Regions from separate parts of the Arabidopsis thaliana genome. Here region 1 is linked to region 2. The links are chromatin contacts, called in public targeted proximity ligation maps. All regions are on one chromosome and are shown on one strand. The core of a region is the stretch at or near the end of the contact, and the rest is flanking DNA. Distances in the headings are between cores, read along the strand shown.

Region 1 (6,976 bases), core at 3,534-6,033, 41 kb before region 2:
TTGCTAATGCCCACGGGTTCATATCTAGTATACAACAGGTAAACTACAAGTACAACAAGACTTTTATTCACTTTTGAAAAACAGAGAGATTACTTACTATGCAAGCAAAAAAACTCTTTCTTATTTCAATTTAGGGTTATGATACGGTGGTGGGAGAAAGAGGGATACAATTGTCAGGAGGACAGAAGCAACGCGTGGCAATTGCACGCGCCATCGTGAAAGAACCGAAGATTCTGTTACTCGACGAAGCAACGAGCGCGTTGGACGCAGAATCGGAGCGGGTGGTTCAAGACGCGCTTGACCGAGTGATGGTGAACCGGACCACAGTAGTAGTGGCTCACAGGCTTTCCACGATCAAGAATGCTGACGTCATAGCCGTGGTCAAGAACGGTGTGATCGTAGAGAAAGGGACGCACGAAACGTTGATCAATATCGAAGGTGGTGTTTATGCTTCGCTTGTTCAACTTCACATTAGTGCTTCTAGTTGACAAACAATTGTTTTCCTAAGTCCTCTCAAAATATATTTTGAGCTTAAGGTATTTTTTTATACTAACATTGTTTCTAATTATGTAAAAGCTTTGACAAAAAAGGAAGTTACCAAAAGAAAATTGGTCTTTAACCACAAGGTTTATTGTTAACGACGTCGTTTCTCCCGAATTTAACCGTTACGTTACTTATTTCGGCTTTGGAGAGAATCTGAAATGCGACGTCGGTTAATACCACGTCATGCAGTGTGCTGGCAGTTGATTTTATAACCAATGAGATATTACGATCATGCCAGCAAGGCACGCGTGGTTAGTGAAATGACCAATAGTTGTAGCTTAAGTGTAAATATTAACGAAAATGCCACGCATCGAGTTAAAAGAAAATGAAAAAATGAAAATAGAATCGAGAGGAGTAGTACTGGGTGAGAGGGATCGTAAGCTACGATTCAATGCGAGTCAAAAATTCGTCTACGAATTTGCTTCTTCTTCTTCTTCCTAATTTCTCGAATCGTCTCTCCGATTAAGGTATCACAATTTTTATTCCTGCTTCTTCTTCTTCTTCAGATTTCTGTTTTCATACCCTAACTTCTCTGCTTGATTTTAAGATTTTGCCTTTTGTTTTTATGTCTACTTTGGGTAGATTTTAGTTGATATACACTTCTGCGGATTTTGATTTGTCGGTGATTGAAACGAAAACGAATTGGTGATTTTGGGTTTAGTATCGTTTAGAAGTATAACTTCGGAATTGTCCTGTTTTTTTTTTCTATGAACTTTGTTTTTTGATATTTTGAGCTGAATTTTAGGGGATACTAAGGACTAAGGATTGTTTGTTGAAATTCTCTGCAGATTCTTGATCTGGACACAGTTCAAGGCTGTTTCAGCTTGTGAATTGTGATCTTACTTTGTTTGGATTAAGTAGAAACTTCGGAATCCGATGGCTAACTTACCGAAATCGTCGGTTAATTACCCGGGAACTCTCACTCCTCTAGAGCCAAATAGGCCATCACCACAGCCAGATAGAACCCCGGTCCCTCATTCTCCTCCAGTAGTAGCTTCACCTATACCTCCTAGGTTTCCTCAACCAAGTTTTAGACCAGATCAGATGTCTTCACCGTCGATGAAATCCCCAAGTTTGTTGTCACCTGCGAATGGTATCAGAACCGGAAGTCCCATTCCTCGCTTGAGTACTCCGCCTGGTCCTCCTGTCTTTAATACTCCGGTTAAACCAGCTGCTGTGCCTTTCCGTACCTCTCCAGCTACTCCTCAGCCTATGGCATACTCTTCAGCTAATTCTTCTCTGCCCGTATCTACACCTTCCTTTTACTCAAACGGGTCATCTGTTGGATCTCAGCGTGATCTTCCAGATGTTGTTAGAATGGAAGAACCAATAGCTGCAGACTCACCTTATGTTTTGTTTTCAGCAAATAAGGTATTTTACTTAACTTTCAATTCACATTTGGTGTGCGTCAGTGTTAGCTAATTGTGTAATTTATTTATCTGCAACCATCACTGGCCGTTTCATGTAGGTTTTAAAGCAGAAGAAGCTAGCAAATGTTGCTAGCTTGGGGTTTGGAGCAATAGTTTCTGCTGGGAGGGAGATTAGTCCTGGTCCTCAGATTATCCAACGTGATCCACATCGCTGTTTGAACTGTGGAGCATATTCAAATCCCTATAGCTCCATATTAATTGGCTCAGGCCAATGGCAGTGTGTCATCTGCGAGAACATGAATGGAAGTAAAGGTGAATATGTGGCTTCGAGCAAGAATGAGTTGCAAAACTTTCCAGAGCTTTCATTGCCTCTGGTTGATTATGTACAGACTGGAAACAAGAGACCTGGGTTTGTTCCTGCCTCTGATTCGCGGACATCTGCACCTGTCGTCCTTGTTATTGATGAGTGTTTAGATGAACCACATCTTCAGCACTTGCAGAGCTCTTTGCATGCATTTGTAGACTCGCTTCCACAAACTACCAGGCTTGGGATTATACTGTATGGTCGTACTGTTTCAATATATGATTTCTCTGAAGATTCCGTTGCTTCTGCGGATGTTATTTCTGGTGCAAAATCACCATCTGCAGAGTCGATGAAAGCGCTGATTTATGGGACCGGTGTATACTTGTCACCAATGCATGCATCACTAAAGGTAGCGCATGAGATATTCTCGTCCTTAAGACCATACACATTGAATGTACCTGAAGCCTCTAGAGATAGGTGCCTTGGAACTGCCGTTGAGGCTGCTCTGGCTATAATCCAAGGACCATCAGCCGAAATGTCTCGGGGAGTGGTCAGAAGAGCAGGAGGTAACAGTAGAATCATAGTTTGCGCTGGTGGTCCCATTACATATGGTCCTGGATCGGTACCTCATTCAATGAGTCATCCAAATTATCCATATATGGAAAAGACAGCCATAAAATGGATGGAAAATTTGGGGCGTGAAGCTCACAGGCACAATACGGTCGTCGACATATTGTGCGCTGGAACTTGCCCTCTCAGAGTTCCTATCCTGCAGCCACTTGCAAAAGCTTCAGGTGGTGTTTTGGTTCTTCACGATGATTTTGGTGAAGCCTTTGGTGTGGACTTGCAGAGGGCAGCCACTAGGGCAGCAGGTTCACATGGTCTGCTTGAAGTACGATGTTCAGATGATATTCTTATAACTCAGGTGATTGGACCTGGCGAAGAAGCACATTCAGAAACTCACGAGACGTTTAAGAGTGATGCGGCTCTCTCTATTCAGATGCTGAGTGTTGAAGAAACACAAAGCTTCTCTCTCTCAATGGAGAATAAGAGGGACATCAAAAGCGATCATGTATTTTTCCAGTTTGCTTTCCATTATTCGGATGTTTATCAAGCAGATGTGTCTCGGGTAATTACGTTCAAATTGCCAACTGTTGATAGCATCTCAGCATATCTTCAGAGTGTTGAGGACGAAGCTTCTGCGGTCCTCATCTCCAAGAGAACTCTTTTATTAGCGAAAAATCAGAAGGACGCAGTCGATATGCGTGCTACAGTAGACGAAAGAATCAAAGACATTGCTTTGAAATTCGGATCACAAGTGCCAAAATCAAAGCTTTATAGCTTCCCTAAGGAACTATCATCCCTCCCAGAACTCCTCTTCCATCTTAGAAGGGGTCCTTTACTGGGAAACATCATTGGTCATGAAGATGAAAGATCGGTGCTACGAAATTTGTTTCTAAACGCATCTTTCGATCTGTCTCTTCGTATGGTAGCACCCCGTTGCTTGATGCACCAAGAAGGTGGTACATTCGAGGAACTACCAGCGTATGATCTCTCTATGCAATCAGATAAGGCTGTTATTCTTGACCATGGCACAGATGTATTTATTTGGTTGGTAAGTTACTCTTGTCTTCATTCTGTGTCTTAATTATTTTCGGATCACTTCAGTTTAATCATTCATTTTGGTTGATTTAGGGAGCCGAACTGTCAGCTGACGAGGTGAAGAGTGCTGCAGTCTTAGCAGCTTGCAGAACGTTAGCTGAAGAGCTAACTGAATTCCGGTTTCCAGCTCCACGTATTCTCGCATTCAAGGTCCTTAACATTTCAGAACCTTATACAATTTTTCTCAAAAGAATCACACACTTTCTAACCTTTCTTTTTTTATGGATTCAATATCTATCTGCTAATCCATTGAAACATAATTCAAAATCTTGTATATATTGAAACATAACAGGAAGGAAGTTCCCAAGCTAGATATTTTGTTTGCCGGCTTATACCAGCACATAAAGACCCTCCTTATGAGCAGGTAAAAACATACTAAACCATGTCAGAAAGAAAAGACAAAACTATCATTGCGGATCTTAATCCATTTATTTTTATTTTTTTTCTTCTGAACCCAATTTTTTTGTGCAGGAAGCAAGATTTCCACAGATAAGAACATTGACGACAGAGCAAAGAATGAAACTAAAGAGTAGTTTTATAGAGTTTGATGAAGCCAGTTTCTGCGAATGGATGAGGAGTTTGAAAGTAGTGCCTCCTGAGCCCAGGTAGTCATACATTTTATTCTTGCTTCATCGTTTTTTTTCCGCCTTTTACTGTCAGAACATTTTTTTTGTTCTCTGTGAGTCTTTTGTTTTTAGGATTCTCTTTATATGATCTCCAGTTCTCTCAAGTGAATTATATACTCTGTCCGTTACAAGCAAAATAATGTGTAGAGATGATGACCGTGATTTTTCTTTTTACCATTTTACAGTCGATGTAATGCCGTGTCTATTTTTACCATCCATGCTTAGCCTTTTTGGTTTGAATCCAAGTTATTTGATGGTACAAATCAATCGGTCACCTAAATTTTTAAAATCTGCATTATCATAGGCACATACATGCCGAATATATAAAATAATTCGTGAAATAAGTTAAAGCTAGAAAATATGTAAGAAACTCAATGACGTGGCAAAAAAGAAGAGTATCCACCAGAAGTTGAGTCTAGGGGTATAAACGTAATTAACATCACCTTATCCCCAACGTCTCAATTCTCTCTCTCGTGCTCTTCACTCGACGACACACGAAAACCGGAAATAAAAGTTTTCGGGTTTTCTTCAGCCGGACTGTTTTTCGCTCCCGCCGGAAATTCTCCCGGCTCGCCGTCGACGATGATGGTGTCTCCACTCTGCGACTCTCAGTTACTTTACCACCGCCCCTCGATCTCACCTACCGCTTCTCAGTTCGTGATCGCGGATGGAATCATCCTCCGGCAAAATCGTCTTCTGAGCTCTTCGTCGTTTTGGGGCACCAAATTCGGAAACACCGTCAAGTTGGGAGTATCTGGATGTAGTAGCTGCTCTCGGAAGAGAAGCACGAGTGTGAATGCTTCACTAGGTGGTCTTCTTAGCGGAATTTTCAAGGGTTCTGATAACGGAGAGTCGACTAGGCAACAGTACGCATCCATCGTCGCATCCGTTAATCGCTTGGAGACTGAGATTTCGGCTCTTTCGGATTCTGAGTTGCGAGAGAGGACTGATGCGTTGAAGCAACGTGCTCAGAAAGGAGAATCCATGGATTCACTTTTACCTGTAATTTTCCAAATCCTTCAGTTTTTGGTTTTGACACCAATGTTTTTGATTCAATTGTGGAAATTTCAAATTGTAGGAAGCATTTGCTGTTGTGAGAGAAGCTTCCAAGAGAGTTCTTGGACTCAGACCTTTCGATGTGCAATTAATTGGTAACACAGTCTCTGTGGAATGTTATTCTAATGGTCTCACTGTTATGAAAGACTTTTTTGAGTGGAGTCTCTCTATATGGTTTTAATTGCAGGTGGTATGGTTCTTCATAAAGGAGAAATAGCTGAAATGAGAACTGGTGAAGGGAAAACGCTTGTTGCTATTTTACCAGCTTATTTGAATGCATTAAGTGGGAAAGGTGTTCATGTGGTTACAGTTAATGATTATCTTGCTCGAAGAGATTGTGAATGGGTTGGTCAAGTTCCTCGGTTCCTTGGATTGAAGGTTGGTCTAATCCAACGTATGTCTCTTTTCTCTGAACTTCTTTGTCAATGTAATCAGCATCTTCTTTGCTCGTTGTGTGTTATAGATGCTTTACGCATGTGGTTACTTTGACAGAGAATATGACACCTGAACAAAGAAAGGAAAATTATTTATGCGATATCACATATGTCACCAACAGTGAGCTTGGATTTGATTATCTGAGAGACAATCTAGCCACGGAAAGTAATTCTTGCTTTATTTTCTCCTTTCATTATTGATTGTATGAGTTTATTTTGGATGTTTTTTCTGAGTTAGTTTCTGATTGTACAGAGTGTTGAGGAGCTCGTCTTGAGGGATTTCAATTATTGTGTGATTGATGAAGTTGATTCCATACTTATTGATGAAGCAAGGACTCCTCTCATTATCTCTGGGCCTGCAGAGAAACCTAGTGACCAATATTACAAAGCTGCAAAGATTGCTTCAGCCTTTGAGCGGGATATACATTACACTGTAAGAATCCTCAGTTATTTCTTTTGTTGTGTGAAATTTTATAGTGGAGTTGGCAATCCATCTTCCAAATTCTAACTGGTCACTAAGGTTTTTTGGTGTGGCAGGTTGATGAAAAGCAGAAGACTGTTTTACTGACGGAACAGGGTTATGAGGATGCAGAAGAAATCCTGGACGTGAAAGATTTGTATGATCCCCGTGAACAGTGGGCATCATATGTTCTTAATGCCATTAAGGCAAAAGAACTTTTTCTCAGAGATGTGAACTATATCATCCGAGCAAAGGAGGTTCTTATCGTGGATGAGTTTACTGGTCGTGTAATGCAGGTACTTGTGTATATTCATCTTAATAAGAAATATCACTATTTATCATTTTAGTGATCTCAGTGGCTACTGCTGATAAATATTCTTAGGCCACAAGAACAACATAGATTAAAAAAAAACAGTACGTAGGAACCCACTGAATAAGTTATTTCTTTCAGGGAAGACGTTGGAGTGATGGACTACATCAAGCTGTTGAAGCAAAAGAAGGCTTGCCTATTCAGAATGAAT
Region 2 (7,174 bases), core at 3,439-5,938:
GGATCGTGGAATTCTAGCTCGATGTATTAATTAAGTTTGACCTATAGCTACTTATATTTACTCTCTTCACATGCATATATATATAGTATTGTTTTAAGAAAATAGATAATCTTAAGTACTCCTATACTTTATACAGCTTTGGATCATGAACCTACAAGTAATTTATAAGTTCTTGCATCATTTAGTTAAAGTAGTGTAGCGAATTTTCTATTCATTTGTTTAAGAATTAAAAAAATTGTGAGAGAATATGGATTGGATTTTTGAAGTATATATGTATATTTTTACTACATACTTTTGTATTTATTTTGAAAATAATGCAGAAGCGACGAGGTCCAAAATTAAATGGGACCAGCATGTAGGGGGTTTAGCCATCAAATTGCCAATCTTTTTCGTAGTGACTTTGAAAATGGAGCGACCTCTTTAAATTCATATCCACAATTCATTCAAAGATTCACACTCACTCCCGAATTAGTTTTTTTTGGGGTTATTTTGTAGATATATTTTTAAGAAATCATTCGTTGATTATGCACATCACGACGTATGTGTACTCAACCACGCGCGTAAATAAATATGTGAGAATTAGGTTATTATAACTTAGTCAGTTAGTTATATTAATATCGCAAGAGTTGTTTTTTGATAAAATTCGGAAAAAGCTCCACATGTACTAAGATTATGAAGTGAGTCGAGAACATACAACTAAAGTAAATAGATTAATGTAAAACTAACTAAACCAAAAAAAAAAAAAAACTCATATATACATAAATAACATATTTAACTTTTGGTCGCTTTAATTAAAAATATATTATTTCTCTAATTACTCACAAAGTGTTCTTTGTTGAGGTTCATGATGTTTCTTCTTTTGTTTAAGAAAAGTTAACAGAACAAACTTTCAACAACATGTGTATAAATACAATTTGTAATTATATTTATGGCACTGTATATCTGTTACAGTAGAGATGTATACACGTTCGTATAAAGATAAACGTATTTGTTGTAAATCAAAATTATTTTGGTTTCAACTTGTGTTTGCTCCTAATTGTGAGTCTTTACTTCAGTTTTGAGTTTTGAATGGCTAATTTTGTTGAGTTTATAAATTTTGTACTAATTCGTTATAGTAAATGTTATTAGATAAAGCAAATCAAAGTTTGCTTCCTCCTAACACGATTTGAACGTTTTCAAATTGCGATCAGCCAAATATTATATATGAATTATGATATGAGAGAAAGTATATTTTTAAGACATCATATGGGAGAATTTTGTTTTTTGTTCTTTCTTTTTGTGGACAACTGGGAGAATATAGATATATATTATAGTTAGCTTGTCTGCTCAAATATATAATTAACTAAATAATCCACCGATATGCACGTCTAATGAAAGATGATAATATATATAAATATATATAAACATGTTTGTATGTGTGCATTTTTGTCCACATGGTCTAACAAAAGTCAAAGGAATGACCATCTAATTGTCATTGATATGTTAGGTTTAATCATATTTTACGGAAAATACCTCTTTGGTTCTTAATACTCTTCTTTTCGGTCCTTCCTCTCTAAAACCAAACTTAAAGAGACAATACTCAATGTTTTATATGAAAAACTAAAAAAGAAAATCAAACTTAGATGCACCTACATGGATCTTCATTTATAATTAGTTCATAAATGCACATGTGCCACATGTGCCGTTCGAACTGCACGATTCGGTATTCGGTTCGGTTTTGATTCGATTATAGTCTAGTTCTGATTATTTCGGTGTTCTCGAGTTAAAGAACCATATAAAAATCAAAACAATTTTGGTTTAGTTCGGATTTGGTTTCGGTTCTTTCAATTCAGAAATTTAGTATTTATTCAGATATTTTTGAATATTTTAGATATTTTTATATATTTGCGGATATTTTCAAATATTTTTTGGATTTTTTGGTATTCAAAAAAACATACAGTATAAAAATATTTTGAAACTTGAACTTAAATTGTTTTAGCTAGAGTATGCCCAAAAAAAAAAAAAAGGCAAGAACATAAAAGGATATAAGAGGTAGCATATTTATCTCGACGCTATATGTTCTACTTCCAGATTTAATAATTTTCAAAACCATGACAATTAGGATTTGGTGAGTGAGAACGAAAACCAATTACTGACTAATTGAACAAGTTTTCTCACCCAATAAAACAAATACAAAAGATATAGTGAATATATAGCTTATTAGGTTTAGGATTATTTTTTTTGGGTTAAAAATTAGGGTTACGAATTGGGTTGAATTTTTTAAAAACGTAACGTTTGTGATCAGTGGTCGCTCAAATATATATATATATATATATATATATATATATATATATATTTATATTTATATTTTATTTTTTTGTCACTCAAAATTGCTTCCACGTAAATCTGTAAAAAAAGAAGAAGAAGGGAATTCGCTCTCCCATGCACTAATACTTGGTAAGTTATTGAATTCACATCAGACTCCATATAATCCATTTTATCTCCGAAAACATCTGAGTACATAAACAATAATTTAAACGTTTATCACAAAAACACTTATCTATTTCTTTCTAAAGACATCATTTTTTTTATTGGTAATTTTGAATTTTAGAGAAAACAATTTGTAATTAGCTGACAATTTTTTTATATTGTTATATATCTTAATATTTTTGAAATATCAAAAGAGGATCATCAGATTTATTGAAAATAGGTTTTCAAGAGTTCATCTGGAACTACCGGATGCTATAAATAATAAATAAAAATTGTTGTATTTGGAAATTTTTTCATGTGAAAGCAACTACTATTTCTGGGATTCCCTTTTGTTACTACTACTACTCAATTACTCATTTAATTTGATCAAAAAGACTGTAAAAGTAAAAACTTAATTGCTTTTGTCTTTTATAAGGAAACGTTGATCAAGCTGATGCTTTGGCAAAAGCTGCTCTTGTTTCTTCTTGTACTAACGTTGATAAAAAAAAAAAAAAAAAAAAAAAAGATCTAAACTTTTATTTAACGCTATTTGACATTTGAATTCAACCTGGTTTATTACAATCCTATAAAATTTTAAAAATCTAAAGAGTAAAATTGTTTAAATCAATGACTAACTATGTGAACATTTACTCTTGTATGACGAGTGCATTTACATTGAAAGTTTAGAAATGAATTTAGTTTCAATGGGCTGAGTTCGATATTGGGCCTTCGAGTTATGAACATTCAGTGAATCAGGAATGGTTGTATTCAACTTGTGATTTGTAATTTTTTTCTCAAATCCTTTGTTATTGAAATTGGAATTTATATAAAATCACTCAAAAGAATCTATAATCTTCTGTTATTCATTCAAGAATTTATAAAACACATCTTAAATCCACTGTTATCTAAACTCAACAAAACAATTTCATTAAAAACATTTAACATTGATTCTGGGAGACTTAGGCAAAAAAATTTAGTTGAAAATAAGCATGAAAAAATCTCACCTGTAGGTGTTATTCTGAACGATTTGATTTAAAAAAAGATTCACAGAAAATCTCTGCGACATATTCTCATTGTCCTCCTCCCCTCGTCTTCCATGAAAAAAGCTTTCGGTCTCTGTTCTTCACCGGCAAAATCGAGAATGGATTTGGTCTGTAGAAGAATGCAAATTCCACCAAATCTTCTAAAAGATTCTGGTTTCAATACACCCCCCTAAAATTACTTAATCACAACTTGGTCTTCGTATTTATGATTCAGCTGATCCGGGAATTATGTTACACATGAGCTCTAGGAATGACTTGTGTTATCATTTATCAAGCAACTGTTTGGTAATGAAAATACAAGTCTAAAACTGATAAATGTGAGACATGGTTCCTCAAGGAGAATATGCACATTGGAAACATCAAGGCATCAAGTAATAATACATAAGAGGGAATGATGGATCAAACGGTGTTGATGGTATCAGTAAGACATCGGAGAATGCAACCGAGACCAGCTCTCTCAGTGAGTTTCTCGTGAATCTTCAGGCACTGATCGCAGGTGGGTCGGTCCCCAGTAGAAAGTCCTCTGTACAAGTACCTGAGAATTTTAAGCAAAAACATTCTATCAAAGAGCACAGACAGCCTGAGGATAGAGCTTTCCAATTCATACATATTACAAAACGCATTACAGCAAAAAAAAAAAAAACCAACTTTGCACTTACTTCATGAGAATGTCGTAATATTCGACATCAAGAGCATTGAGCATTCCGTCAATATCCTTAATGGCCATTAAAGCTCTGTGCACAACTATCCAATTAGCCGACTGCAGTTGAGTTTTTTTTGGCTCAGTAAATCAAAAAAAAAAAAAAAGATGGTTTCGGAAAGAGAGAGACCTTGCAACGTTCATCGCGAGTTTTCGGAGGCGAACCTTCAAGAGCCGTTTTCAAAGCTTCTACATGTTTGTACCTGCACACATTAAAACACCGATAAGGGATTAAACCAAAAACAAAAGAAGACTTTAGGGTTTAGCTCCAAGGTCTGATATTACTGTTTGAGTAGGCTTTCAATCTTCCTCGATTTGGTTTCGATCCTCGCGATTATTGCTTCTGCGTTATCAGCTTCAACGAATTCTGCCATTCTTCGATTCGATCTTTCTCTCCGATCAGAGATTTCCCCTCTTTCCCTTCTTTAATTGAAAAAATGAGAGAGAGAGAGGAAAACAACTCAATCGCCATTTGACCATTTCAAAAGGGAACTGAGTGCCGTTTGTCTTGGCCTTAAACGGCACGTAGTCTTAAATGCTTATGCTGCCACTGAATGATGGATGATGGAAGCTTCATTTTTTTTTTCATTTTTTGTCAATAGGATTTTCATCGATAGGATTCAAGTTGAAATACAAGAGCCGGCAAGTACAAACCACTTCCGGAGACATAAGCCGATGAGTACAAGAACACTCCCGAAGCCAAATACCAAACAAGGTAAACAAAGGGAACAAAATCCAAACAAACCAATTACACTATATTCATTGAAATTTCCTCGATCAGGTTCTAGAAATCCAAAAAAGACTTACAAATCCTAAGTCATAGAAAATTAAAACAAATCTGAGACTAAAAAAGACACACAAACGGGTTACAATACAAGAATCTCCTTTTCTTTCTTGGTATAACAATTTTTTTTTTATTATAAATCTCTCTTATAAATTTTTAATAGTAATATTTGTTGGACCGAATTTTTTATATTTATACTAATGAACTTTTCTTTACGATTTTGTTACCATTTTGGTATCATTTTTACGATTTTAATTTATTAACCTCCTTAATTAAAATCGCAACCTATTCTATTTTATTAACACAGGTCAAAATATATTTTTTTCTGCGCTCGACCCTAATATGTTAACAAAATGGTTGTTTCTGCCCAAATCTCATTATATTTGTATGGATAGACGAAGAGCATTTTGATAATACTCTTTTGGAATGTTTCTTTATCATTCTAATTAGGATCCTACATCGAAAGTATACTATAAATGGAGTAAACACACTCATGACTGCTAAGTGCTAACACTAGTATATATGGAACACAACCAATCCAATCATTACCCATTGGTTTTAAATTAGAATCTGATGAAACTTAACATTAACTTTCTCTAATCATTAATGATATTGGTAGTCTTATAACAAATATATTGCCAAGATTCGGTCTAAGACCACTTGATAGAACTATGTATAAAACTTCTTTTTTTTAACTGCCAAACCTATATAAAGTGGACGTGTAAACTAAAGCATGGTGATCACTTCACATCGCACCAATGTAGTGGATCTAAACGTCTCTTTGTGTAATCACGTGGTCGAATTAATGGTCAATCATTTAGCAATTAACCAAATTTGAAATAACATCCGAAAAAAGTCGGTTTAGTGGGAGGAGAAGTGAGAATGATGTTTCATGAATGCTCGTTAGGAACTCTTCGAAAGACGATAACCTCGGATGGATGTTTATGGTGTCGGCTTCTAGTGGTTAAACATAATTAGATCGTCTACTGAAAAGTTGGAGATGTGGTTGAGAAACTCGTACCCTACATATGGTTACTCGTCTGCTGGTTTAATCGTTGGGATTGATCGTGTACTAGTCTTTCTTAAAGGCCAAGAATTTTGTCGTCGTAGTTAATATATGTTGGCGTACGTTTTACTGTTTTTCTTGAGAAATAATTGGATCTTAAGCTTATTAAAAAAGTCGTCACGACTTGGTCCAACTCGTACATATCACAAGTTGCTCGGCGCTTTTCATGTTAGTTAGCCACCGACCTCGAACTTTGAAATTTTATATTTTTTAACTTCAAAAACAATTCTTTGATAGTTTTGTTTTCATTGCTAATATTTCTCTCAATTTTTTTTTATTGTTTTTATTTTTGTATAGAATAGTATTCAAAATGAAACTATAATTCAGTATGGAACACTTTCTGTTTTATTTAATATTTACTTCATAATGAATTATGTTTCAAATTTTCAAAGAATATATTTATATTTGAATTTGGTTAGTACCTTCCAAAGAAGCTTAATTCCCCACATTAAAATTCAACTTGGTCTTCATATTAACATTATTCAATTGAATTCAGACTGAAATGGTTCACTTTATCTGGTTTGAAATATATGTCATGCATTTTCCAAATCAAGAATGAATCTTCTTGAAAGAAAAAAAATGAGAAAAAAGAAGAAGGAGAGGAATGGGTCTCCTAACAATGAAAAAGAGAATAAACCCTTAAATAATTGCAACTATATAAAATAAAAAGTATAAACTCCACTAAAAAAAGTCAAAACGTAGACCAAAACAAAAACATGTAACTAAGTCGTCCACTACTACATCTCTATGACTCTATATAACAACAAAGCCAAAACCACATCTTCTCACACAAAACACAAAAAAGAACAAATATGGAGAAACAAATCTCTCTATTGCTCTGTCTACTCCTCTTCATCTTCTCAATATCATCCTCTCTCCATGAAACCGAAGCTCGAAAACACAATAAATATAAACCCGCACCGATCATGAGCCTAGTCCCAAGAACTCTCTACGACCAAATCTTCATCCACAAGGACAACAACGCATGCCCTGCAAAAGGTTTCTACCCCTATGAAGCTTTCGTGGAGGCTACAAGATCCTTCCCGAAGTTCGGGAGCGTAGGAAACTTTTGGACAAGGCGACGCGAAGTGGCTGCGTTTTTGGCGCAGATATCTCACGAGACAACAGGTGGT

What was found.
Region 1: a targeted proximity ligation map of shoot shows a contact between it and region 2, with 11 read pairs. A contact is called at or near these places in 1 of 26 Hi-C or Micro-C datasets (callus) and 1 of 2 datasets of targeted methods (shoot).

The regions. Positions count from the first base shown.
Region 1 is chr4:774,246-781,221 of TAIR10.1, reverse strand. AGY1 (Albino or Glassy Yellow 1) reads left to right here and starts at 4,783. Exons shown (of 20, transcript NM_001340335.1): 1 at 4,783-5,507; 2 at 5,584-5,656; 3 at 5,749-5,955; 4 at 6,054-6,157; 5 at 6,249-6,428; 6 at 6,533-6,751; 7 at 6,907-6,976. The coding sequence starts at 5,088. It overlaps AT4G01810 (Sec23/Sec24 protein transport family protein), which reads left to right and starts at 867. Exons shown (of 6, transcript NM_116411.4): 1 at 867-1,010; 2 at 1,332-1,914; 3 at 2,012-3,832; 4 at 3,913-4,029; 5 at 4,172-4,243; 6 at 4,351-4,808. The coding sequence starts at 1,420. The coding sequence ends at 4,488. ABCB3 (P-glycoprotein 3) reads left to right here. Exons shown (of 11, transcript NM_116412.2): 10 at 1-38; 11 at 135-576. The coding sequence ends at 488.
Region 2 is chr4:733,167-740,340 of TAIR10.1, reverse strand. CRK (ARP2/3 complex 16 kDa subunit (p16-Arc)) reads right to left here and starts at 4,688. Exons shown (of 4, transcript NM_116401.3): 1 at 4,477-4,688; 2 at 4,322-4,394; 3 at 4,151-4,251; 4 at 3,376-4,026. The coding sequence starts at 4,565. The coding sequence ends at 3,891. AT4G01700 (Chitinase family protein) reads left to right here and starts at 6,831. Exons shown (of 2, transcript NM_116400.3): 1 at 6,831-7,174. The coding sequence starts at 6,854. AT4G01703 reads left to right here and starts at 5,976. Exons shown (of 1, transcript NM_001125442.1): 1 at 5,976-6,089. The coding sequence starts at 5,976. The coding sequence ends at 6,089. AT4G03985 (a long non-coding RNA gene) reads right to left here. Exons shown (of 1, transcript NR_141766.1): 1 at 6,922-7,174.